6 separate regions of the Mus musculus genome follow, and regions 2, 3, 4, 5 and 6 are each linked to region 1. The links are chromatin contacts, called in public Hi-C and HiChIP or PLAC-seq maps. All regions are on one chromosome and are shown on one strand. Each heading gives the region's core, a stretch centred on a gene start, on an enhancer-like site or on the middle of the called end of the contact. The rest is flanking DNA. Distances are from core to core; before and after follow the strand shown.

The links. Hi-C and Micro-C count contacts between places; a contact is called where the count stands out from the background. HiChIP or PLAC-seq counts read pairs in DNA pulled down with a chosen protein or histone mark.
Region 2: a contact with region 1 is called in a Hi-C map of CD8 T cells, with 2.5 times the contacts expected there. The contact joins the enhancer-like site here to the promoter of Akirin2 in region 1. A contact is called at or near these places in 2 of 39 promoter capture datasets (the 3T3-L1 cell line and the C10 cell line) and 1 of 484 Hi-C or Micro-C datasets (CD8 T cells).
Region 3: an H3K4me3 HiChIP or PLAC-seq map of forebrain shows a contact between it and region 1, with 12 times the contacts expected there. The contact joins the enhancer-like site here to the promoter of Akirin2 in region 1. A contact is called at or near these places in 1 of 39 promoter capture datasets (hippocampal neurons) and 7 of 115 datasets of contacts at active chromatin or transcription factors (craniofacial prominence, embryonic forebrain, embryonic midbrain and 4 more).
Region 4: a contact with region 1 is called in an H3K27ac HiChIP or PLAC-seq map of the NIH/3T3 cell line, with 4 times the contacts expected there. The contact joins the enhancer-like site here to the promoter of Akirin2 in region 1. A contact is called at or near these places in 4 of 39 promoter capture datasets (the 3T3-L1 cell line, 3T3-L1-derived adipocytes and hippocampal neurons), 2 of 484 Hi-C or Micro-C datasets (bone marrow-derived macrophages and uterus) and 10 of 115 datasets of contacts at active chromatin or transcription factors (the NIH/3T3 cell line, astrocytes, bone marrow-derived macrophages and 6 more).
Region 5: an H3K27ac HiChIP or PLAC-seq map of thymic regulatory T cells shows a contact between it and region 1, with 4 times the contacts expected there. The contact joins the promoter of Mob3b here to the promoter of Akirin2 in region 1. A contact is called at or near these places in 2 of 39 promoter capture datasets (hematopoietic stem and progenitor cells and pre-B cells), 3 of 484 Hi-C or Micro-C datasets (CD4 T cells, embryonic stem cells and pre-B cells), 5 of 115 datasets of contacts at active chromatin or transcription factors (embryonic stem cells, microglia, pancreatic cancer cells and 1 more) and 1 of 9 other capture datasets (liver).
Region 6: a contact with region 1 is called in an H3K27ac HiChIP or PLAC-seq map of epiblast stem cells, with 4 times the contacts expected there. The contact joins the enhancer-like site here to the promoter of Akirin2 in region 1. A contact is called at or near these places in 4 of 39 promoter capture datasets (the 3T3-L1 cell line, hippocampal neurons and second pharyngeal arch cranial neural crest) and 5 of 115 datasets of contacts at active chromatin or transcription factors (embryonic limb bud, embryonic midbrain, embryonic stem cells and 1 more).

What each region holds. Positions count from the first base shown.
Region 1 is chr4:34,549,126-34,552,847 of GRCm38.p6, reverse strand. It overlaps Akirin2 (akirin 2), which reads right to left and starts at 2,233. Exons shown (of 5, transcript NM_001007589.3): 1 at 1,575-2,233. The coding sequence starts at 1,803.
Region 2 is chr4:33,987,665-33,991,137 of GRCm38.p6, reverse strand. No RefSeq gene overlaps it. Among named protein-coding and RNA genes, the nearest start is that of Spaca1, 61 kb to the left of the region's middle. Within about 2 kb of position 2,222, at least 29 of the 459 cell types and tissues checked have an H3K27ac peak or open chromatin away from gene starts, as enhancers often do. A contact at or near this core is called in CD8 T cells, where this site is marked.
Region 3 is chr4:33,662,209-33,666,110 of GRCm38.p6, reverse strand. No RefSeq gene overlaps it. Among named protein-coding and RNA genes, the nearest start is that of Gm32955, 61 kb to the right of the region's middle. Within about 2 kb of position 2,435, at least 31 of the 459 cell types and tissues checked have an H3K27ac peak or open chromatin away from gene starts, as enhancers often do. A contact at or near this core is called in embryonic forebrain, forebrain and hippocampal neurons, where this site is marked.
Region 4 is chr4:33,744,497-33,748,229 of GRCm38.p6, reverse strand. No RefSeq gene overlaps it. Among named protein-coding and RNA genes, the nearest start is that of Gm33059, 35 kb to the left of the region's middle. Within about 2 kb of position 1,664, at least 17 of the 459 cell types and tissues checked have an H3K27ac peak or open chromatin away from gene starts, as enhancers often do. A contact at or near this core is called in the NIH/3T3 cell line and bone marrow-derived macrophages, where this site is marked.
Region 5 is chr4:35,154,895-35,158,794 of GRCm38.p6, reverse strand. It overlaps Mob3b (MOB kinase activator 3B), which reads left to right and starts at 1,311. Exons shown (of 4, transcript NM_178061.5): 1 at 1,311-1,543.
Region 6 is chr4:33,822,036-33,825,513 of GRCm38.p6, reverse strand. The region is part of intron 3 of Gm33059 (a long non-coding RNA gene); the gene reads right to left. Among named protein-coding and RNA genes, the nearest start is that of Gm33008, 25 kb to the right of the region's middle. Within about 2 kb of position 1,468, at least 24 of the 459 cell types and tissues checked have an H3K27ac peak or open chromatin away from gene starts, as enhancers often do. A contact at or near this core is called in epiblast stem cells, where this site is marked.

The DNA.
Region 1 (3,722 bases), core at 984-3,483:
GAAACCCTGTCTCGAAAAACCAAAAAAAAAAAAAAAAAAAAAAAAAAAGGAATCCATTCTCCACTTTGTTCCCTTGTTTTACAGTAATGACTAAAGCAGGGGGTTCTCAGCGCTCCTGATAAGCCCACCCTTTAGCACAGTACCTCATGCAGTGATGATCCCAACCCTATGATTATTGTTGCTACTTCATAATGTAATTTTGCTACTGTTATAAATCATAATGCAAATATCGGAGCGTTCCCCCGGGGGTCGCGGCCCACAGATTGAGAGCCATTCCTCTAACAACTCGGTCAGGAGTGCCTTTATACACATATGTGGGGGAGGGCAGCTTAGGTATGATCCTTAAATAAACGTCTTGGAATTTCTACGAAAAGTGACTGCAACTCATAAAACAGCTTTTGGCTACGTTATATCAAAAATTTAAGAGCCAGACTAGGTAACTGAGGTTCTCCATGGATTTGGGTATGAATATTTAAATGTGACATTTAAAAAAACACACATGGTACAGTCAATTTCATATAGATGTTACCAAATACAGAACTCTATAGTTCCCATCTTTTTAAAATGAATTACTGAGAAAAAAAAAATTTAAGCTAAGCAAAGGCTTTAAGGATGATATCACTAAGGGCTTACACACACAGGCTCACACACTCTTGCATGCCACACACAAAAGAAACAGACTTACACTTCAAGTCCATTAAAGTTTACCCTAAGATTGTGCCGAAGGCACACAAAGATTTCCAAATGCAGAGGGGGAAAAAAAATCCCTAGGTACACATTTAGTATACAAAAGCAATCAAAGGTCCATCCGGCAGACACTTTGAGAAAATGTTTCAAGACTTCAAGTCTGAAGTCCACTGGAATCTTGATTTATTCGTTACTCTCGAGGCTAGGTTGTTTTCTCCCAACATACTTCATTGGGATAACTAAAGCATTTACAAATAAACTAGTCAGTCTCAATTTGAAGTACACCTTCCTTTTCATTAAAAGTTCAGGATCTCTTAAGGACTGGACGCATAGTGAGATCACATTACAGTACTCGGGAAGAACATTTGCTTTGTTGTTGACCCTGCTAGGGAAACAGGTCTTGACTCAGCCAAAGTGGCGTTCTTGTGGGTGATTAATGACAGGCCTACAACTCGCCCCAGTGACATCCATCCCCCTCCAAACCCCACCCCTTCTATACTAAAACCAGCCAAGTCTAAAATGGAGGAGGGGCTGCCTTCTCGCCTCAAACCACTCAGTCACTGAGTTAATAGCTGCAACCAATCGATTCAGCCCAAGAGACCCGGAGATTCGGGTGAAATGTGACCCTTCTCTCGCCTGACTTATGAATAATATCACCCTCTCTGATCATTTCCGCTGGGGCTCTACATAAGGAAACGATTCTAGGGATCTAGCCCCAAATGATCTGCCTCACAATGAGGGACCCCCACAATGCCGGCCAACCCGACTCGTACCCACCCAACCTGCCGACACCACCCCCACCTCGGTTCAGGCCCTTCCTTCCCTTTGTGTCCGCACCCAAGCTCCCGGCCGCAGCCCACCCCGGCAGCCCCGGGGCCGAGGCCCACCTGTGGTGAGCCGGGAAGAGACGTCGCCGAAGGGGGAAGGCTCCATCCGGAGATACTTCTGCGGCGAGGCGGCCGCGGCCGAGGCGGCGGCGGCGGCGGTGGCGGCGGCAGGGGAGGCGGCAGCCGAAGCCGGCGCCGACAAAGGCGCGCACCGCCTCCGCTTCGGAGATGCGGGGCTCAGCAGCGGGTCGAAATCCAGAGTCCTTTTCAGAGTGGCTCCGCACGCCATGGTGGCGGGCGGCCGAGGCTCGGCTCGGGCGGGGCCGGGAAGGACGGGGGCAAACGGGCCCTCCGAGGTGCCCGGTGGGTGTGGGGCCCGGGACGGCGGAGCCGCGACAGGGCAGGCGGGCGAGGCGCGAGGGTCGCGCCGCCGGCTCGGGGCCGCTCCCGAGAGGCCGGGCCGCCCCCGCCGTGCGCTCGGGCTGAGCGCGCCGGGGCTCCTGCGCGGAGACCCGCTCCCTTCGGAAGTGGACCCGGCCAGTGGCGCGACCCAGACGCGATCTCCGACACGCCGGTGCAGACGGAAGCTCGTGAGTGGCGGCCACGCGCGGGAGCTGCGAGGTAGCCCGGCCGTACAGAGCTAAGCAATGCACTCGACCCTCTCTTCTCCACGGAACAACTCTGCCACCCGCCGCCGGCCCCAATATGGCGTCAATAACAACGCCGCCGATTCAAATCCTGCGGCCCCAGGGCGCCTGCGCACCGGGGGCGGGCCCGCCAGAGTGCATTCTGGGATTTGTGGGGTTTCGTGAAGGGCAGGGATCGGCCTGAAAGGCGGTTACCCAGAAGTCACAGAAACTACGACTCCCGTCATCCAAGGCGCACGATCCCAAGTTCCGGGTTGGAATTTAAATACCCCCTCATAAGTAAGAGAGTTTAAAAAAAAAAAAAAAAAAAAAAGACCTAAGGAAGAGAAAGGAGAGCCTGTGAGACAGTGGGGAAGAGGAAGCGAACCCATTGGAAAAGCAAGCTAAGCACTTTAGAGACCCTGTGAAGATTTGGCATAGTGACTTAAACGGGATATAACAAAGAGCCAGTCTAATATTTGGAGAGAGATTAATTTAGCTGTCAGGAGCGCCAAAAAACCAAATCTGTCACATGGAGGAGATAGGAAATAATGAAAACACCAATTTGGGTCCTCGAGACAGAACGACAGTAATAATATCAGATTACAGGATCTTTGAAGTCTGTGCTTTGCGCTTCCCAGATAGGTACTTGTTTGCTTATTAAATTCTGCATAGCTGAAAAGGAGCACAAAGTCAATTGTTTACTATGAGCAGAGAGCGATCAACACCAGAAATTTGTTGAGTTTGGAAGGCTGGGTGGGGTCTAGGGAAAGGCAAGCAAATAAATGCCTAGGGAGCAGGACCCATCTTTATTAGCAAAGTGGGAAGAAATATTTCTAAAATTTGTTTTTTCATCAACTATCTAAAATAGGGATCGACTACAGCACTGATGAAGTAATTTATGTAGATACTTTATATCTTCTGCCTGTGGATGCTAGCTCTCCACCAAGATTATAAGTATTAATACGCCTAATGCTCACTCTTTTCTGCTTACTCAGAAATCAACATATGTGGCTGCTTTATAGTTGTTTTGGACAATACCTCTCTATATATCCATTTGTTTAGAATTGTTCACCACCACAAAGATCAGCTTTCTTGATCACACTGTATAAGCAACTCTGTCACACTTATTTTAATTTAGAATATAGTTCTTAGAAAGTATCTTTTGAGAAAGACCAGCATTCTATGAAACAGTCACTTAACTAAGACTTGTACTAAGGATGTGTTTATTAAATTATAAAAACTCCAGGAAATCTGTTATTGTGCTGAAACTGACTGGACGTTCATACTTTATGTAAGAGCAGAATAAGAAAAGTTCTTGACTTTTTTTTTTCCTTTGGAGATAAGATCTGATATCAAATTCACTGGGTAGCCAAAGATGACCTTGAACTTTTGACCCTCCCACCTCTACCTCCTGAGAACTAAGGTTAAGATGATTGGCGTGTGCCATCATACATCGTTTATATATTGCCAGGGGTCAATCAAGCACCCTAGCAACTAAACAGCAGCCTCTCCTTTTGTCCACTAAGATTTGACCACAGGTGGCACGGAAGGTAAAAGGGAGCCACAAGACAGGACATTG
Region 2 (3,473 bases), core at 973-3,472, 560 kb after region 1:
GAAGATTCGGTGGAGAGTCTAATCCATAGAATGGATCAAATAGAAAACAGAATATCAGGGCTCAAAGATAAAGTAGAAGAATTTGACTTCTCAGTCTAAGGATAAGAAAATGCTTTTTAGAAAGCATGTAAAAAGAATATAAAGACACTTTGAAATACCCCCAAAAGGTCCAGATCTACAAATTTTAGGTATAGAAGAATCCCAGCTCAACAGCATAGACCAGATGTGCAACTGGATCATAGTAGAACATGTTCTCAAACTAAGAAAAAAAGCATGTCCATACAGATATAAGAACACACAACACCATATAAAAGGATCCAATACCACAGAAGCCAAACCAGACTACTAAATCCAGTAAAACTATCCAATTCAGCCCTACAGAGAAGACCAGAGACAATACTTCAGACTGAAGAGGAAAATAAGGATAGTCAAGAGGCCACAGAAAGAAACCAAATGAAGCTCTAATTACTGGAACACAAAATAGGACTAAGAACAGAAACAGGAAAAAAAAAAACCCAAGAGCAAATAACTTGTATCTTTCAATAACAAATTTAAATATTACTAGTCTCAACTCCCCAATCTAAACACATAAGCTAATTAGACAAATCAAGGAACAAAATCCACCTTGTTGTGGTCTATAAGAAACTCATTTTACCTTCAAAGGACAGCGCCTTAAAGATTAAAGGACGGAAAAACGTATTTCAAACAAATGAGACCAGAAAGAAGCATGCATCACTGTTATAATGGCTGATAAAACAGAGTTCAAACTTAAAGTAATCAAAAAGACAAGAAAGCTTCATTCAGTTCAAGTGCACAATTAACCAAGGCAATACTATAATCTAAACATATGCCAAACTCTGCACCACCCAATTTCATACTAAGCATACTACTAGATATCAAGACACAGACAAACAGCAACTTAGTAAGATGGCTTCAGTATGCCACATTCTAGGTCACCTGAATCATGCTCATTTCTGATGCCCACAGTCCCAAGATACTGATATTCTCAGTTCAGTCTCACTAACCCTCTCTGCTTCCTTGTGCTCCTGTTGATCGGCATCTCACCAGTCTTTCTCTTTGTCATTGGATGCCACCATCTGCCTGTGAGCTTTCCTGTCCCAAATGCCTAGCTTCTAACCCTCAACTATCCTTGTAACACTTAAGAAGAGAGGACTAATGATTGTCAACTCATGGATGAGAAAATGAACTATACTGGTGAAAGGAAAAAAAAACAGGGCCATGTGTCTGTCTATGTACAAAGATGATGACGGCAGGAGTCATCGTCAACATCATCATTATCACCACCACCACCACCACCACTGTCATCAACCTCATCATCACTTTAAAATGGGGACATCAGTGTATAGAAACTCTGAGAACTTGTAAGACTAAGGCAAGGTAAGTGGAAACAAGACGTAAAAAAAGATAAATTTAAAGAACTACAATGATACAAGAGTGAAAGAAAACTCAGCTATCTGGAGTTCTTAATCAAAATAAAAGCTATGTAGTGAACAAGTACTAATGTGGTAGGCATTTCACTTCCTTAAAGATACTGGACATGTAAATGCTACTACTGCTATCTATTGTACCACCTCCCCTTCTGCCAATGTGCTTGCAATGGGAGAAACAATAACAATAACCGTTGTCCTATAAACTATCATCGATGAGGAAAGCATCATGGATTATCTTCATCACAGCACTCCCGTGATCATCCCAGCTTCACCGATGATGAAACTGGAGTTGAGAGACATTCATAGCTTATCCAACAATGCACGGCAAAGAAGTGGCAGCAGGGCCAAAGCTTGATCCCAAGATCTGTTTGATTGCAAAGCCCACAGTGCATTGCTTCCTATGGTCACATATAGCACACCAAGCAGCCAGCTCACTGTGATTATGAAAGAATTCAAAAACAGGTTACAGGGGATGGAAATGACAGCAGTGGTACTGGGATTTGTGACTAGAAGCTTTCCTCCAAGACAAGAGGTTGCAATTATGACAAATACTGACTCCAGACTTTCTAGCATCTGAGTCATATGTTTAAAAAGTAGCTGTCTTTATTTAATTTAAAAGGTCACATTAAGATTTCATTTATTTCTTTTGCAATCTTATTAGTCTTTTGAGAACTTCATACAATGTATTTTGATGGCATTTACACGTTCCTCTCAGTTCCTCTCAGAACCACATCCTGTTTCCTGTCTACCTAACATTGTATTCTCTTCTTACATACGTATATCTGTGTGTGTATGTATATATAAAATCCAACTTATGCTGTCCATACACGCTTGACTCCTGGTCCTCCACTGAAGCATGGTCAACCTACCCAAGCTAAACCCTTAAAGAGAACCAACTCTTGTTCTCATAGCAGTTGTTAGTTACAATAGTTCCTCAGCTAGGTGTGAACTCTATGCCCCTTTTGTACTGGGGATTTGAATTTTTCTGGGCATGCTGTCACACTCACTGTGAGTTCATATGTGCCCCTGCCCTGCTGTGTACAGAAGACATTGCTTTCCTGTAGCCTCTTTATCTTACAATCTTCCCACCTCCTCTTCTGCAATGATACCTGAGCATTCGTGTGTTTCTTGCTCTTTATTTCCTCATACACAGTGATTTTTTTTCTCATCTTCATTCATTTACCCGTGAGCTTGTAGGTGTGTTAACCTGCACCATGCTTACTATTTTCCTGGACTGCAAAATTAAAAATAATCTATAGATGAAAACAAAGACAAGTGTATAAATGGACATTGTGGGTGTAATGAGATAGATAAACCCTGTGGATATAATGTGATAGCAAATCCTGGTGCTTTAGCGCATGAAAGGCACATAATATGCTAGTGTAGAAGAGCCAGCGGCTTTAAGGAAGAATGGTTCCCAAAGCAGAAGACAGTCAATTGGATGTTCTTAGGGAAACAGTGGAAACAGAAAAGCTGAGGAGAGACAGCATGCATTTGAGAATGCTGACCATTCTGGAACATGGAAGAAGTAAGGTGAGAGATGAGGATATGGAGATAGGTAGTTCATTGATTTTAAAAGAGATTTAAATTTAATCCTAAAGCTTTACTTTACTCAAAAGTCCCTAGAGGAGCCATTGGAATGTCATGTAGCAACAGTGTTTTGCTTATTAAAGTTGTTTTTATAAGGATTATGGAGCTAAACTAGAGAGTAGAACCAAGAAATATAGTATTAAGTCTTTTGTAGGAATCCATGTGAAAAGTAATGAACTCAGGAGACAGAAACAGACACAGAAATGGGTGGGGTGGGAGTGTCACTAGAGAAGCAAACTCAGAGACCTGATTGGAGGAAATGTGGAAAGCAATGCTGATCCAAGCTTCTCCCTGAAGTTCTTGTAGATGCCATTTGCTGAGTGACTCAAAGGGAAGTAAGTGACCTATGGGAATAGGCGGTAGGGATGCTAAGCAGCCAATTTAAGGTGTTGGGGCCCTAAAAGCAAACAACTCTAATCCCTGTTCTTGGTC
Region 3 (3,902 bases), core at 1,186-3,685, 890 kb after region 1:
TGGCAATGATAAGCAGAACCCACTAACCAGCACCACCCTAGTTCACAGTGGATAAGTAATACATACAAGAATGACCCCTGCCAGTTTGGAGTCATTTAGTGACACAGCCTGTCTTCGGCACAATTAGCCTCAGTGGTCAACCTCACACATCTGGGAAGAAATAACCTCAACTGAGAGATTGGCTCCATCAGATCGGCTTGTGGGCATGTCCGTGGGGATATTTTCTTGATTGCCCAATGATACAGGAGGGCCCAGCCTGCTGTCGGACAGTGCCATCCCTGGGGGAGGTGGGGCTGGGCCACATAAAGAAGCTAGCTGAACAATTGCCGGGGAGTGAGCAGTGAGCAGCAGTGAGCAGCAGTGAACAGCAGTGAGCAGCAGCGAGCAGCTTCCTCTGGTTCTCTGGCTCTGCTCCACCGTGAGCTCCTATCCTAACTTCCCTGATGACTGACTGGACTCGAGACATGTCAGCTGACGAAGCCCCTTCCTCCCCAGTTGGCTTCTGGTCAGTGTTTTATCACAGCAACACAAAGCAAACTAGAACACGCCCTAAAACTCTGTCTCATCTTCTCAATCCAAACGCAGAGAATTTCCTTATTCTCACAAGTCTAAGCCACCCACCCATAAATATGAGATGACAGTCACAACAACACAAAGGGAACATTTGACCAAAATGTAGTCTGCCTCCGTCTTCACATCGCCTCCCCCGTGCCGTGTCTGTCTCAAAGCTCCCTCTGCCTCTCTTGGATGCAAACCATGATATTTAGGGTCCACCCGATAAACTCCCCCTCTGAAGAATCCTAACTCCATCACATCTCGGTCACATAAAGAACTCTTTACAGGTTCTGCAGATTAGGATGTGGGCACCATCCTGGCCCAACATCTCAGAGAAAATGAAATCTCCATTCTGTAATATTTGTTAAATAGATCAGGAAACCATGAGTGAGTCCCTTAAAGGCTTGACCACATCTGTAATCTCTAGCTCTGCCCCAGGCTCCCTATCACACCCACTGGCTGAATGTAGGTTCCTCTGCTACACCTCTAGGTCCCACCCATCACCTCCGTCACTCCTCAGTACCAACTGTGAGCAAAACATCCTGACTGCGCTGCTCCCAGGCCTCCGCTAACTCTCTGGCACAAAATTCAATGTTCCTGGAATAAATATGTGAGTTCATCCCAAATTAACGACAGGAAGTAAGAAAAGCACGGAATTACTGCAGTGTGTACCCCTGTACATTTTCCTGGATTGCAAGCACTACACTGGGTTGGTTGTAGTGCAGAAAGATGTTCCTCCATGTCTAGGAAAAGCTGCACTTGGCCCCGAGCCTGTGGCTGCTGGCTCAAATATGGACAATATGATTTCTTTCCCCTTTGTCCAGCCATATTCTTGAAGCCTGTGGGGTCCAAGACCTTGCTCAGGCAGAGAGGAGGAGTAACTGACACTCAGGAGGCTTCTTTTCCTTCCACGGTCAACAAAAGCTGGGGCTCAGAGTGAGGCTTACCAGATGGAAGGAAGGCTGGGATCCAGGCGCCACCCCACACAGAATCAACACTTAATTATTATTCACATTAAGAATGAGCATAACTGAGCAGAGAGGCCAGCTCTGAGATCGGTGTGGCAGTAACGGAGGATGCAATCTCTGAGTTGACCCCTACAGATGCATCTGAGATGCCCCGTTCTGCTCTTATAGGTGAATCCTGCAGAACCCATCTTCCTCTGATACATACGTGAGGGCTAAGTCTCGCGCATTATTCGAGGTCTGCATTCTTAGTCAAGCAGGCCCCTGGTTGCTGCTAATGTTAGGACAGACTGGCTTAAAGAGCAATCAGCTCTCGGCTTCTGATTGCTGTGGGCTCTTCCCATTACCAAGACATTTGCTGCCAGCCAAGAATGTTCGGGAAATGCACAGAATTGGGAGCCCACTCCTTGAGCAATCTTCAGTGGAGATTGCCCAAAGTGGCATGCTGACACCAACAGTTCTGCCAGCGCTCTGCTTAACCAGACAGTCCTGACACAAGTAAGTATTCACTACCAATGCCTGGGCTCCCTGCAGAGCCCTGGGCTTGTAGATCAAAGCTGAGACCAGCATGTCAGGGGGACCAGAATGGCCATAAGAGAAACGAGACAAAATGACCTTTTAGCAAGAAGGCAGCTAGAAAGAGCTGGGGCTCTTCTTGTAAGGTGTGGAGGCCAGGCCTGCAGACAAAGGGATGTTCATGTTCCTACACACCCTGGCCTTGCCACCCACTGTCAGGGTGGAGCCATGAAAGCACTCCATGTCTGTAAACACGAGCGTGCACACCCCTCCCCCCTCCCCAGTCATTTTACAGTGCCTCTCCTGGCTTTCACACACTCTGTTGTTTAAAGCTGCTGCAGCTTCTCTGACTAGCTGCTTCTTACTTCACCCATCACAGCAGCAAACCTGGAGCTGCCAAGAGGAAGAAAGCAGCCTCCATTAACCCTGTCTTCACACCAGTCAAGTGCATTAGCCTGGAGTCTTAAACATGAAGGCAAGTATCCTTTTGTGTACAAACAGAAAACTTCTGGGGAATGTATAACAAAATCTATAAGACGGTGCTCTGATGTGGAAGAGAGGGAGAAAGAAAACAGGCTTTCACTCCTTTTTTTGTTTTGTTTTGTTTTGTTGGATTTTTTTTTTCTGCAGTGATCTCACACATACACACACACACACACACACACACACATTGTGGTCAGAGGAAATCAATGTGGATATTTTCTATTTTAAAGAGGAGGAGAATGAGTTCATCTTTTGCTTCTTCCTTTGCCAGAGAAATGCAGGAAGATCGTTGTGCAGTTTACAGAGACATAGGCGTGTCTGGGAGGGGTGTGCTTGCACTCGAACATCTAATAACGGCGAAGCGTGCATACGTGTGACTGAGAGCAAGGGGAACAGCGACAATCTCCGACAATCTCCGCTCTGCCTTCCATCTGCATCCTCCTACTGAGTGAAGGCGCCATCTGCATTCTCCTGACTGCTGAGAAATACTCAGCACCTCACCCTCCTCTCACAGCCAGTAGAGTAGCAGGGACCTGTCTGCCACCCAGGACTAAGCTCCTCTAGGTCTTCCTGGAAAAGCTGCTGCATGGTGCTTGAGTAGCCAGTACCATCAAACTGGCAGGAACACGAAAACACAGTCAATGAACCAAGCAAATGGAAAACATTTGGGCAAATGAACAAGAAAGCAAAGGAAACCTGGAAAGAGGCAAATAGGAGTGTTAACTGCTTATCACTGAACTGAGAAGGGGAGGGCCTTTCAATTCTGGATATTTACCTGTGGCAACGACTTCACCGTGGATGGTGGCACAGACACAGGAATCCATGGGGGATAAGAATTCTTAGCTAGGTCTCTGGGCTATTCAGCATCAGGTTCCTGGCCCTCCAGGCAGTGCCAGGCATGGGCCCCCTCTCATGGCATGGGTCTCAAGCTGGACCAGTCATTGGTGGGCCACTCCCACAAGTTCTGTGCCACCTTTACCCCAACTGGTCTTGCAGACGGGACAAATTGTAGGTCAAAGGTTTTGTGACTGGGTTGGTGTCCCAGTTCCTCCCCTGAAAGCCTTGCCTGGATACAGAAGATGGCCAGTGTTGTGTTTATAAAAAGATAAAGAGAGGAGGGGATATGTCCTATGGAGGTGTGGGGCAAGGGGGTGTCTCAGCGGGCCCATGCTGAGGCATCCCTTCCCCCTGAGGGACCAGCCACATGATGATACAGTATAGAAGTATAGTATAGAATAGAATTTATTCAGGGCATGGGGAGGGGAGTTAAGAGAGTAGCAGAGGCAGAGAAAGGCAGAGAGAGAGAGAGAGAGAGAGAGAGAGAGAGAGAGAGAGAGAGAGAGGTAGAGGCCATCCACGAGCCGGAGAGAGGGGGAAAGGGAA
Region 4 (3,733 bases), core at 415-2,914, 800 kb after region 1:
ATGAAACCAACATCCATGGAGTGGGAGAGAGGAAGCAGGAGAGAGCAAAGAGATGAGTTGCTTTGTAATGCTGTAATGGTATACGTTGACCCTTCACGTTAACTCAGTTGATGTTGATCAAGTTGAATGAAAAGTTGGGCTTCTATATCGCCCTCCCCAATCATCAGTCAGCCATTACATTAAGGCTACCTCAGAAGGAGAACTATTATGCTGAGAAACATAAGCCTTGAAAGGAACTTCCAACTGAGCAGTGGCAGTTAGCCATGTTCCTGACAGTTTACAAACTAAGTCCTTTATCTCCGAACAGCAATGAGACCCACACAACAGTTTCGGGGCTTTAAAGACTTTTGATTTTTATTTTAGAATGTTGCAATTGAAAGTAAGAAGTCTCATGGTTGAGTCTGAGGACTTAATAATGCCAACCCCCAACTCGGATTAAAAGGATAGAACAAGGAGTGAAGGAGAGGAAACAGGAAGCTGCTGCTGAAGCCCATGGGAGCGATGATCATAATTCAGACCAGGATGATGGCTGTGAGCCCAGAGAAAAGAGCGCCAGTGTGATACATTTGATAGGCGGGAGGGCTGAGCTTTGGAAATGGATTGAAGTTGATTATGAAAGGAAGGCATGATTCAGGGAAACTCATAGAAGAACAACCAAGGAAGGAAGAGTATATTTACAAGGCAGGGTAAGAGACACTAGATGAGGGGCCACGGGGTGAGAGTGGGGAGGGAACATGCTAAGTTTGACAAGTATGAGACATCCAAGTAAAAAATATAAAGCAAGCAGCTGTAAATATAGATCTGAGGCTTAAAAAAGAAATCTGAGCTGGCAGTATAAATTTGGGAGTCCATGGTTTTATACTGAGCCAATGGAAATAGACAGATATTTCAAAGTCTACAGAGCAAGAGAAGGAAAAATAAGAAGAAGACACAGGAGCCAAGCCCTGCCAGGACCCCAGAGCTAATGAGCTAGTTAGTGGAGGATAAAATACCAGGATACTGAGAAGGAAAAAATAAAAGGGAGGCCAGAAAGTGCAGGACCATGTATTACGGTTTTGAATGAGGACAGCCCCCCCCCCCCAAGACTAGTGTTAAAGCCTTGGTCCTCAGCTGGCAGTCCTATTCAGAGGTGATTGGATCGTGAAGGCGATAACTTCATCAGTGAATTGATCCATTGATGAGTTTACAACTGAATGGTCTACTAGAAGGCAGAGGATGATTAGAAGAAGGCTACTAGGGGTCTACCCCAGCCCCTCCCCCCCCCTCTTCCTACTCCTCCGTCCCTCCTTCCTGTCTGCACAAGGTGAACAGCTTCCCTTTGCTGTGCCCTTCTTTACTGTGTCCTTCTGTTATGGTGTTTCTTCTTTGCCACATGCCTAAAATCAATGGAGCCACATAACCATGGATAGAAACCTCTGAGACTAGAGGGAAGTTCTCTTCCTTTAAGTTGATTCTTCTCTTTCCTGAAGATATCTAGGTGATGGATATAGATGCAGTACCTGCATCCAAAGTGCTGAGGGCAAAGATGGAAGAGGTGGCCACCACTGACAGACAAAAGGTATGGAGAAGGAGCAGAAAGTATTTGGGATTTGTCTTTGGAGGACAAATGCTTAGTACTGAGTTTTCTTGCTGGCTCTGGGGAAGCCATGATTCATTTCCTCTCCTGGGGCTGCCCACTGGAAATGAAAGCAAAGAAACAGTGTTGTTTAAAGCAACAGAATTGATTCTCTTCTAGTGTGAGAGGCCAGAAATCAAAGCATTAGCAAGGCTTATCCCTCTGGAGGCTTGCAGGGAAATCCATCCCTTCCGTCTTCCAGCTTCTAGAGGCTGCTGGCCTTCCTTGGCTGCATCTGTACAGACACTAAAATCTCTGCCTCTGTAGCCATATTGCTTCCTCCTCTTCCATAGACAAAATCATCTTCTATGCTTTATATGGAACAGAACTTACAGACCAGTTGTCTTTGATGTCTCCTTAGGTAGAGATTCAAATTCACTGTCTGAGATCTGCTCTCTTGTAGAAAACAGCTGAGTCAATTTCTGCTACATATAACAAATACCTACTTACTTTTCCCCAGTTTCCAATAAAAGTGTTTGGGTATTCAACGTTTATTTTTCTACCACTATTTTGCTCAAAGAAATCTAGAAACTTTTTCGGTAGTGGTACACTTTAAAACTCTTCCAACGACTTAATCTAGTTTCGGTAAGTGTTAAACTATGGCAACAACTTCCTCATGTGAAAATCTGATCCTCTTCTTATGGCTGGTCACAAAGGTATTCTCTGGGGCTCTAAAAATGTTTCCCCAGAAGAGAAAAGGAATGTTTAGCTTCTTGTGAGTGCCATTCGGCTCTGACTTTAGGGTTCTAAACACTAAAACTATATAGAAGGTCTGACTCAGAGAGTGCCAGTCCAGTCTGGATCAGTTTCTGCATCATTTTGCTGCAGAGGTTTGGCCCATTTAAAAGTTAAGCCAATTCCCAGAGCCATCTAAAGAGGGCAAAAAGCTCTGAGAAAGAGGATCAGGAGGATCACCAGAGCCCACAACTTCCCAGATGCTGAGAGTGACTTAAGAGGGGTCTCCTAAGCTGCAAACAGATCCAGTGGGGAGTGTGACAAAGGTTCCCTGGGATCACTTCTGGGATGGATGCTTGAAACTTAGAAAGCTCCATTCTGGGGAATGGTGAAGAACAGAGAATAATTAGAAATGGCTGGAGAGTTCGTTGGGTCAAGAAGGTACAGAAAAGTCTGAGAGCCTGTGTGGAAAGAAAAGATCTGGCTAAGAAAATGAAGCAAGTGGAGTAGATGAGGCAGGGCTTGTTGGTTTGTTAGCTGGGAGGTGAGGACTTCTGCTTTCTACATAAGATAGGAGGGTGAGTGTACAATGGATAAAAAGAGGAACATTTGATGAAACAAGTCAGGGGTGGACATAGGACAGAGATGGGAGTGTTGAAAGAAATGAAGAAGACATTAACATTACCGAAGAAGGCAGAAATGTGCCTTACTCACAGAACGTCCCAAATGGCCTTGCAATTTTGAGAGACTGGTCAAAGAGTCCTGTGAGCTATGTCACACTGCACACATTCAATTTCAGGCGCACAATCTCAAGTCTCAAAAAGTGTCATTAGCCCAGCTCTCTCCCAGACAAAGTACTTAGGACTGGAGGAGTGTTTCTTCCTCCCATTCCCCCTAACTAACAGCAATCAGGAGCAATATCCAGGTCCTGAATCCTCAGAAGGGAAGGAGCAGAGTGAAAAGAAGACAGAAAAGATGGCCTGATACTGAAGACATCCTTCAACTGGAACAACAGCCAAAAGAAAAAAATTAGGAAGTCATTATCTTTGGCTCTGAGATCCTGCTCACTGAAGAAACCTTGTCCTTGCAAGCGTGCTGGCACATACTTGTAATATTAGTACCCAGGAAGCTGAGAAAAAAGGACCACAAATGTGAGGCCACTCTGGGCTACATGAGGAGAACTTCTCCAAAATAAACTAACATTTGTTTGAAAGTACTAAGAGGAGGGTTGACCTGTCTAGTTCCTTGCTTGTGGTACAAGAGATCGGGTGGGAGGAGGTGGGCCTGGGAGTGAAGATGGGTAGAGTGTTGAAATTTATTCTTGAGGAAAAAAAATAGAAGAAGGAAAAGAAGAAAAAAACTCAAGTATGTGTTGGGTCTAACAGAGAGGGTTGGGATCTGGGAGCTGAGAGAAAGCGAAAGAGAGTAAGGGAGGGGCATGCA
Region 5 (3,900 bases), core at 62-2,561, 610 kb before region 1:
GGGGGATGAATGGGGTTGAAAGGGAGGCCTCTGAGGAAAGAAATGGAGGGAAAAGGGTAGTCTCTGAGCCATGATGTGACTGAACAGTTAAGAAGACTGTCCCAGGCAGGGAGCATAGCAAGTGCTAAGGCCCCGTAGCAGGAGTTTTCCAAGCATTTGTGTGAGCCAAGTAAGGCACCACATATAGAGAGACTTTTGTGATGGAAAGGCTAACAGGAGTCGAGTATGGAAATATATCTCCTAAATTTCACCTAATTTACTTTCATTCTTTCAAACGTGTAGCAGAAGTTACGGAATGTGATCGCTAATCAAGTCATTTGATACTACCCAGCCGGCACACATCAAGATGTTTATAGGAGAATAAAAGCAGGTTGACACATCCACCTCATTTTTTTTTCTTTCAGTTCATGTTTGAAGACTCCTCCCAAGAACTAAGAGTACGTCTCATAATTGGTTTACTCATAATCACCCGGCGAGGTAGTTACGACTTCCACGCATTTTTGTCATGGTTTAATGCTGCTTTCCAAGGTGTTTCAGGCAGTCCACGGCATTTTACAGCTGGCAGAACATTTTGGAGAAGCGTAAGTCATTTGGCCCTTTCTGGATGCCTTGGAAAAAGCTCTTGTGGACTTCAGTTGGGGTGTCTATGGCTGTGATAAAACAGCATGACCAGAAGCAACTGGAGGAGGCAAGGGCTTATGTGGTTTATGCACAGTCCGCCGCAAAGGGAAGTAAGAACAGGAACTCAAGGCAGTTACCTGGAATCAGGAACTGAAGCAGACGCCATGGAGGAATGCTGCTCGCTGGCTTGCTTCTCATGGGATTTTAACCTTCCACCTAGGGCCCTGCTGGCTTCCTTCTCACAGGCAACAGCTTCTGGGACAGGAGATAAAGAGTAAGCTCCTCCAGCCGGAGCAGCGATGCTTGTAGATCCACGCGAGGCGCTTTCTTATACCCACCAGCACTACCTGCCCAACGCTGGCACAACCCACAGTCATTAATCAAGAAAATGCTGGACAGACTTATTAATAGGGTATTTTATGAGGGGTTTTTTTTTTAAGTCAAAATTCCCTCCTAAATATATCAAGGTTGTGTCAAGTTGACAAAGACCAACCAGGACAGCAGCATCTTTTCTACTCTGACATCTTTCTACCTACATTGGGCAGCGGACCAAAGTTGAGAGACTTAGACTGCTCATTGTCTCAGGCTCTTGTGGAGATTAGAGGATCCTAAGGGCAACAGGACTCCTCTTGCCCCCGCGTAGCTGCCTTTCCAGAGAAGGCCACCAGGGGACTCCGCTCTGAGCCGGTGAGTTGCAGTGGCGCCCGGGCGAGCTGCGCGGCGCGCTGGGTGCATGTGGGGGCCGCACCAGAGCCGTGGTCGCTGCATCTGGAGTCACGCGTGCTGGTCAGAAACCCCTCGCGTGAATCTGCAAGCATCGCTGCTCTGGCTGGAGGAGCTCACTCTTTTTCTCCGGCTCCAGAAACTGCTGCCGGCGTGAAGGAAACCAGCAGGGCCCTAGGCAGAAGGTTAAAACCCCACGGTAAGAGATCCTTCCAAGAGTGGTGTGGAGGCGCAGTCGCAGCTTCCCGCTTCGGATTGTGTCCTGGAGGGCCGAGGTGCGGGGCACACCTAGGGAGGATCAGTCGTGCGGACCCCAGTCCTCACCCCTCCTCCGCGAGCTTCCGGGGTTGGAGTCTGGTTTAGGCAGTACGGGCTTCTTGGCTTTCCTCTGCCTCCGGGTACGCACTTCCCGGGCTGGAATGTGAGTCCAGTTCCCACCCAGGGGGTCTGTGGCTTTGATCTGAAATACACCCCCTCCCTCCCCCTAAAGGGTGCAGATCTCACCCGGGACCCATTCTGAATCTCAGATGCGGGTGGGGTGCGCGTCGGCCTGAAGCGGCGGGAAGAGAAACTTTTACAAAGTGCATCTAAACAGGGCAACGCTCCTGGATCCCAGAGCAGGCTCGGCGTGGGGCTGTGTAGGGAGGGCTACAGCGCAGTCTCGATTTGTCCTCCCTGGCTACCTATGCCTCATCAAGGGAGGTATTAAGAATAAGTAAATTTTGCTCAACTTTTGGACCAACAACTGTCAAACATCTGGGATCGTTGCTCCTCCCTTTTCTGCACCGGAGAAGGTGAAAACTAAACTTTCCCTTCATTTCTCCTCCCCACCACTGGACCCCCAGGATGGGGTTGTTAATGGTAAAGAGCGGTTCCCGCCTCCTGGAGCGTGGCAGAGGCTCTAGACCACTCAGATTTCTTCCAGCCCCCTTTCAGACCCTCTGCAAGTCTTCCCCGCAGAGACGGGGCGACAGAGCCATTCTCCTGTAACCCAGTGAATGGCCTTTTGTTTCTCTGCGGTTCCACTATTGTTGCGCCTCTTAACATCTGGTGGGGCTCCAGCGGGGAAGGAAGTCCCTTTCGCCGCTCGCGGGGCCTTTCACGCTGGCCTTTGCGCAGGCTCGAGTCCGGGATCCCCGCTGGGGAAGGACAGAGTTCGGGACCTGGCTAGGCCGCCCCACCCGGGGCTTGTGGTTAGAGGGCGGAGGGAAAGTTGTTCCTGAGCCCGCCTCCTAGGCTGCTTGTGGCCCAGGGCGCATTTCTCAGATCTTATCCCCAGCGAATCTGAAACGAGAGATTGGAGGCAAAGTTCTCGAAAGCTAGGAGATCTGCGAGAGGGTCCAAAGGACTTTCAGAGGCGAGCTAAACGCATATGGAGGGCCCACAACCCGGGCGATGGCCGGAGACAGGGCACCTCATCTCTACGGAAAGTTCAGGGGTGGCAAAATTTTAAGGGCAGGCAGGCCATTGACCACAAAAGAGTGGAGACTAAAGCTAACCTGGGAAGGCTAAAGACTTTGCCTGGAAATGGTGGTGTCGTGATTCGCTGTGAAATGTTCGTGGGCTTCTGACTTCACCTAAGGCTCCAAGTTTAAGACCCAAATTTTTCGCCGCGATGCAGAAAAAGCAAGCCATGACTACGCAGTCCAAATGGCAGATGCGGCCAGAGCACTGTTTTGGTTTTCATCTGCCCGAGAACAGGTGGCTTGGGGTAGCCCCTATTTCTCCAGAGGGGGGCGCCTGTTGGACTATAGCAGGTCGGGTTTCCTGGAATAAGTTAGGTGCTTGCTTCTAGAGCAGTTAGCCTGTGTGGGTTACTTATTAAACAATCTTGGCAAGAGTAAAGTCACCTTCCAAAGTCCGCAGCGACCGGAACTGTCACCTGAGGGTCGACTAGAGGAGGTTTGATGGTATACACCTGTTGGGACCTGTGCCTCTTGCCAGGTTTGTAAATGTTGCCTTTGCCAATTTTTCCTGTGGAATTGCCAACCTTGGACTGTCTAGGAGATGCGGAAACATCCTTCCCCCACCCACCCACCCCCAGTTCTGAGTTTTGGCACCCTTCCTCTCCCACTCAGGGGAGTAAGAGAGGCTTATATGAGACCTGTGACCTCTGCACCTCTCCACCACTCCACCCTTGCTCGGGATGGGGCCCTAGCGTGTTAAACAAGCACTCTTACATCCCAACCCATCTTCAGATAGTTATAAGTTCTGGGCTCTGCACAGGTCTAGTTTGCCCTTAAACCTTAAAGTACTTTGAGAGACTGTTAACTCAAGAGAGGATCTATAGAGAAACTTTCGCCGTGACTTCTAGATCTTGACGGTGGGGTTCTGAAAAGAAAAACGGCAAATTCTCTGGAGTGCTCAAGACACTCTAATGATAAGGGCCCACAAGTTCGGATTTCTTTGAAATTTAACAGTAGCAGCACAGTAACAAACGACCTGCTGAAGAAATACTGCTTGGGTTTTGTTTGCTCAAGGAGTACAAGAAGGCGTCATTAAAGTTAAAGTCAGGGCTTGGGCCAGCCAAGAAGGAAAACACAATCATTATAGAGG
Region 6 (3,478 bases), core at 219-2,718, 730 kb after region 1:
TCTTTCAAGCCTGAGTAAAGAAAGAAGAGCCATGGTATTAAAAAGAACTGGGCATGGTGGCTCATGCTTGCAATTCCAGCATTTGAGAGACTTAGGCAGAAAGATCACCCATCGAGAGATGGAGACCAACTTGGGCTATAGAAGCCATGTCTCAAAAAAAAAAATTATTTCATCAAAAGGCATTTGGAACACAATGTGTTTTGAATCAGTGCTTCAGGTCCTAATTATTTTTAATGTTTCAGTGAAATATTTTAAAAGGAAATTTTCTGAATTCTTTTAACTATACCAACTATACACAAAATAATGCTTTAAAAATAAGCTTAATTTTTATATGCAGGAGAAAACACTGAGAAATATATACATATATACATGTACATGTATACAAGCAGACATGTATGTATAGACACACATATGAAGAAAGAGTGAGGAGAGCAGCCTAAATGTAGAAATATATTTCATATGTTCATTGTCTTTGGTTTGATATATGCTTAGCTATTGTGCATTCTAGAAGCAGTTAATTTCCATATAAAGTGTAGTTACTTTCAATTTCACTGTGTCTTGTCTACAGAGGGAACTTTGATTTGTGTGCCCTGGGCTAGATCAGAGCTATGCATAATCTCCTTTAAGGTCCTTTCTGTCACGCACAATCAGTGAGTTCTGGAAGCGGTTATAACATGGATATTTAGAAAGGCAGCACCCAAAGGGGAAAACATTTTTTAAAAATGCATCAAGAAAGGTTATCAAATCAAAGAAAAATGATCAGAGCGAACCTGGTAGCAATCTTCCTGAATCGTGTGCATTTGGATATTAAGGCACAACATATGTTGCTCTGTTCTGGTGACTATGATAGCTGAAATATTTACCAAATAGCAGAAATGAAATTTTAGAATCACACAAAGATATCTGACACCATCCAGCCCTTGTATGTCACTGTATGTTGTAATAGTTATCTTTGAAAATTAAATACTATGTGTACAGGGATAATGGGGCTTGCATGAGAGGTGATGTGAAATAGCATCAGACCTCTCCTCCAATTTTTCTCTTACCTGTTTTCTGCCCTAAGATTTGCTCCTTCAATGTCCCCCTTAAAAATATGTACTTTTTAAGGAGAAGGAAGAGTTCTCCTTCCTGCAGGGGTCAAATCAATTGCTTTCATAGTATCTGCTTGTACTATAAGATAACTGCTTTCTCCTGTCACCACGCAATGGGAAGAGTGGCAAACTCTGAAGCAGGAGCCTTGACCCCACGTGTGTCTTGACACTAAATCACCTCTTTGGTGAATCACCCTGAATCGACTTAGACTCTCCACTGCCAAGAAGGGAACGAGAGGCAGAGACTGTGAGGAATTCTCAGGTGGCAAATTAACAACCTGTCACAGGAAACTGACCAGTCACACTTGCAGCTATTGTTCCAGAGGCTGCTGCCTTCCTGTTCCCGCAGAGCATCTGGGGAGTAACTGTTGTTTCTTTTGTTGTGCATATGTGCATTGTCAGGGTTGAATACAGTTGCAGATGTCTGCACATTGTTGTCCCCTGTGAACTGTCTGCCTCCTTCCTTACCCTCTTTCTATCCCGATGTTCTTCAAGGCCAGGTTTTTTTTTTTCTTTTTTCCAACACAAAGATGTCTCTGTGAGGTTCATGCTTTTATGGACGTTGTGAGAACTCTCCTTGTTAAGTGTTTTATTTTCTCTAAAATACAACTTTGCTGTTTTCCAACTGACCAGTTTCTAGCAGTTAGTGGGAACTGTGGGAGCAGATCTTATACATATCACATAACAGAGTTACTTTAGAGTTGGAGTCAGACCATGTTTCAGATAGTCTCACACATGGCTTTTTGCTTAAGGATTAACGCAGTTCTTACAAATGCTTTCCAGAACAAAGGTCTTCTTTTCATTCTTTGTTCCTTGAAGTAATGACTGCATATACTTTTTTTTTCTTCCTGACAGAGAAATCTATTATCTTGTCATAGTCCAACTCCATTCCTCTCTACTTCTTGCTAAATGGCTTCTGAAAGAACACAAGGTCTTTCCTGTAACCTGCTCATGATCTCACGATGGATCAAATAGTGCAGCTGCCACATACAATCCTGTCACCCAGTATCAACCAGCCAAGGTCTTCTTGGTTTTATCCCTTGCTCAATACAACTGATTTTCGTTTTCTTCTATTGTTCCAGTGGTTGGAGTTTTGAGTATCTCACACTAATTGCAGAAATGTTGCAGAGTTTCTTGGAGGTGGAGCCACAGTGAAATGTCAGACATTCTGTTTAGTTACAGGATTGATATAAGGTATATCTGGTACAGAGGTTTGAAGAAAATATCATAGTGAACAATTATGTAGATACCAATTAAAAAATAAGTATATTCCCAATGACACACCTTGAGGTAAGCCTTTTAAATGAAGACAGCATCTCTGAATAGTTTATTTTCTTGGCTTACAGAGATTGCTCTTGACTCAGGAGGTGACCTGAACCCCGATTATAAATACCACTTCATTTGCAAGCATGTCTAATCTGTGACCCACCATGAATGCAGCCCAATGCAAAATTGTATCTGAAGTGGGAATTTCTGATTTATTGGAGACTCAGTTGTGTCATGTGATGTTTCTCTGGACACTGTCTCATGAGGGGATGTTTTTGCTGAAGCAGACACGTGGGAGGATGCCTTGCTCTGAAGAGACGTGTGTTTTTCTGGAAGCTGCCTGGCAAAAGGGCATGTGGTGTTTGTTTTGTTAGAGTGGATGCTTGAGAGAACATGTGATGTTTGGAAAGTGTACAGATATAACCCAACAGACATTGGATAATGCTGTGTGGCATTGGTTTACCCTGCTACTCTTTGCTGGTCTTCATTGATGATGTTGTGACATTGGTTTGCATTGCCTTCTTTGCTGATCATCATTTGTCATGACTTCGTAGAGAGAAACTCACCAAAGAACTTCTGGGGATGTTCTGGCAGCTTCTTGCCGTTTCTGTGTACTCAAGCGGATGGGCAGAGGCTCTCAGTTTCTTCTGGATCAAACTGTCATTGCTGATTTGTGAATGGTGTTTGAGAATATCTCAAGCTACCCCTGCTCATTCATGTGCACTGAACTGCTGCTATCCTGGCAACAAATACTGGGATCACCCCAAAAAATGATTTCTAAACAGGTCCACATCCTCTTTGCCCTAAGACTGTTCCTTTTTTACTACTTCTGGTGGGTGGTGGGCTAGAAGGGAAGTTAAAACATTTAAATACCCTTATAAACTAGATTTTGAAAAATTAAATATACAATAGTGTGAAATTGTGTGTGTGTGTGTGTGTGTGTGTGTGTGTGTGTGTGTGTAACCCCTTTGCAAAAGGTTCTCAGGTACAAATTTTGTGTGTGCAAACCAAAATCAGGTTGCAATGTGAAAGGCTGCATACACTTAGAATGGTGATTCACTTTTTCTTCATTAACAACTCAGGAATGAGCTTACATCCTGGTTGTAGTAAGAGAAGTGCAA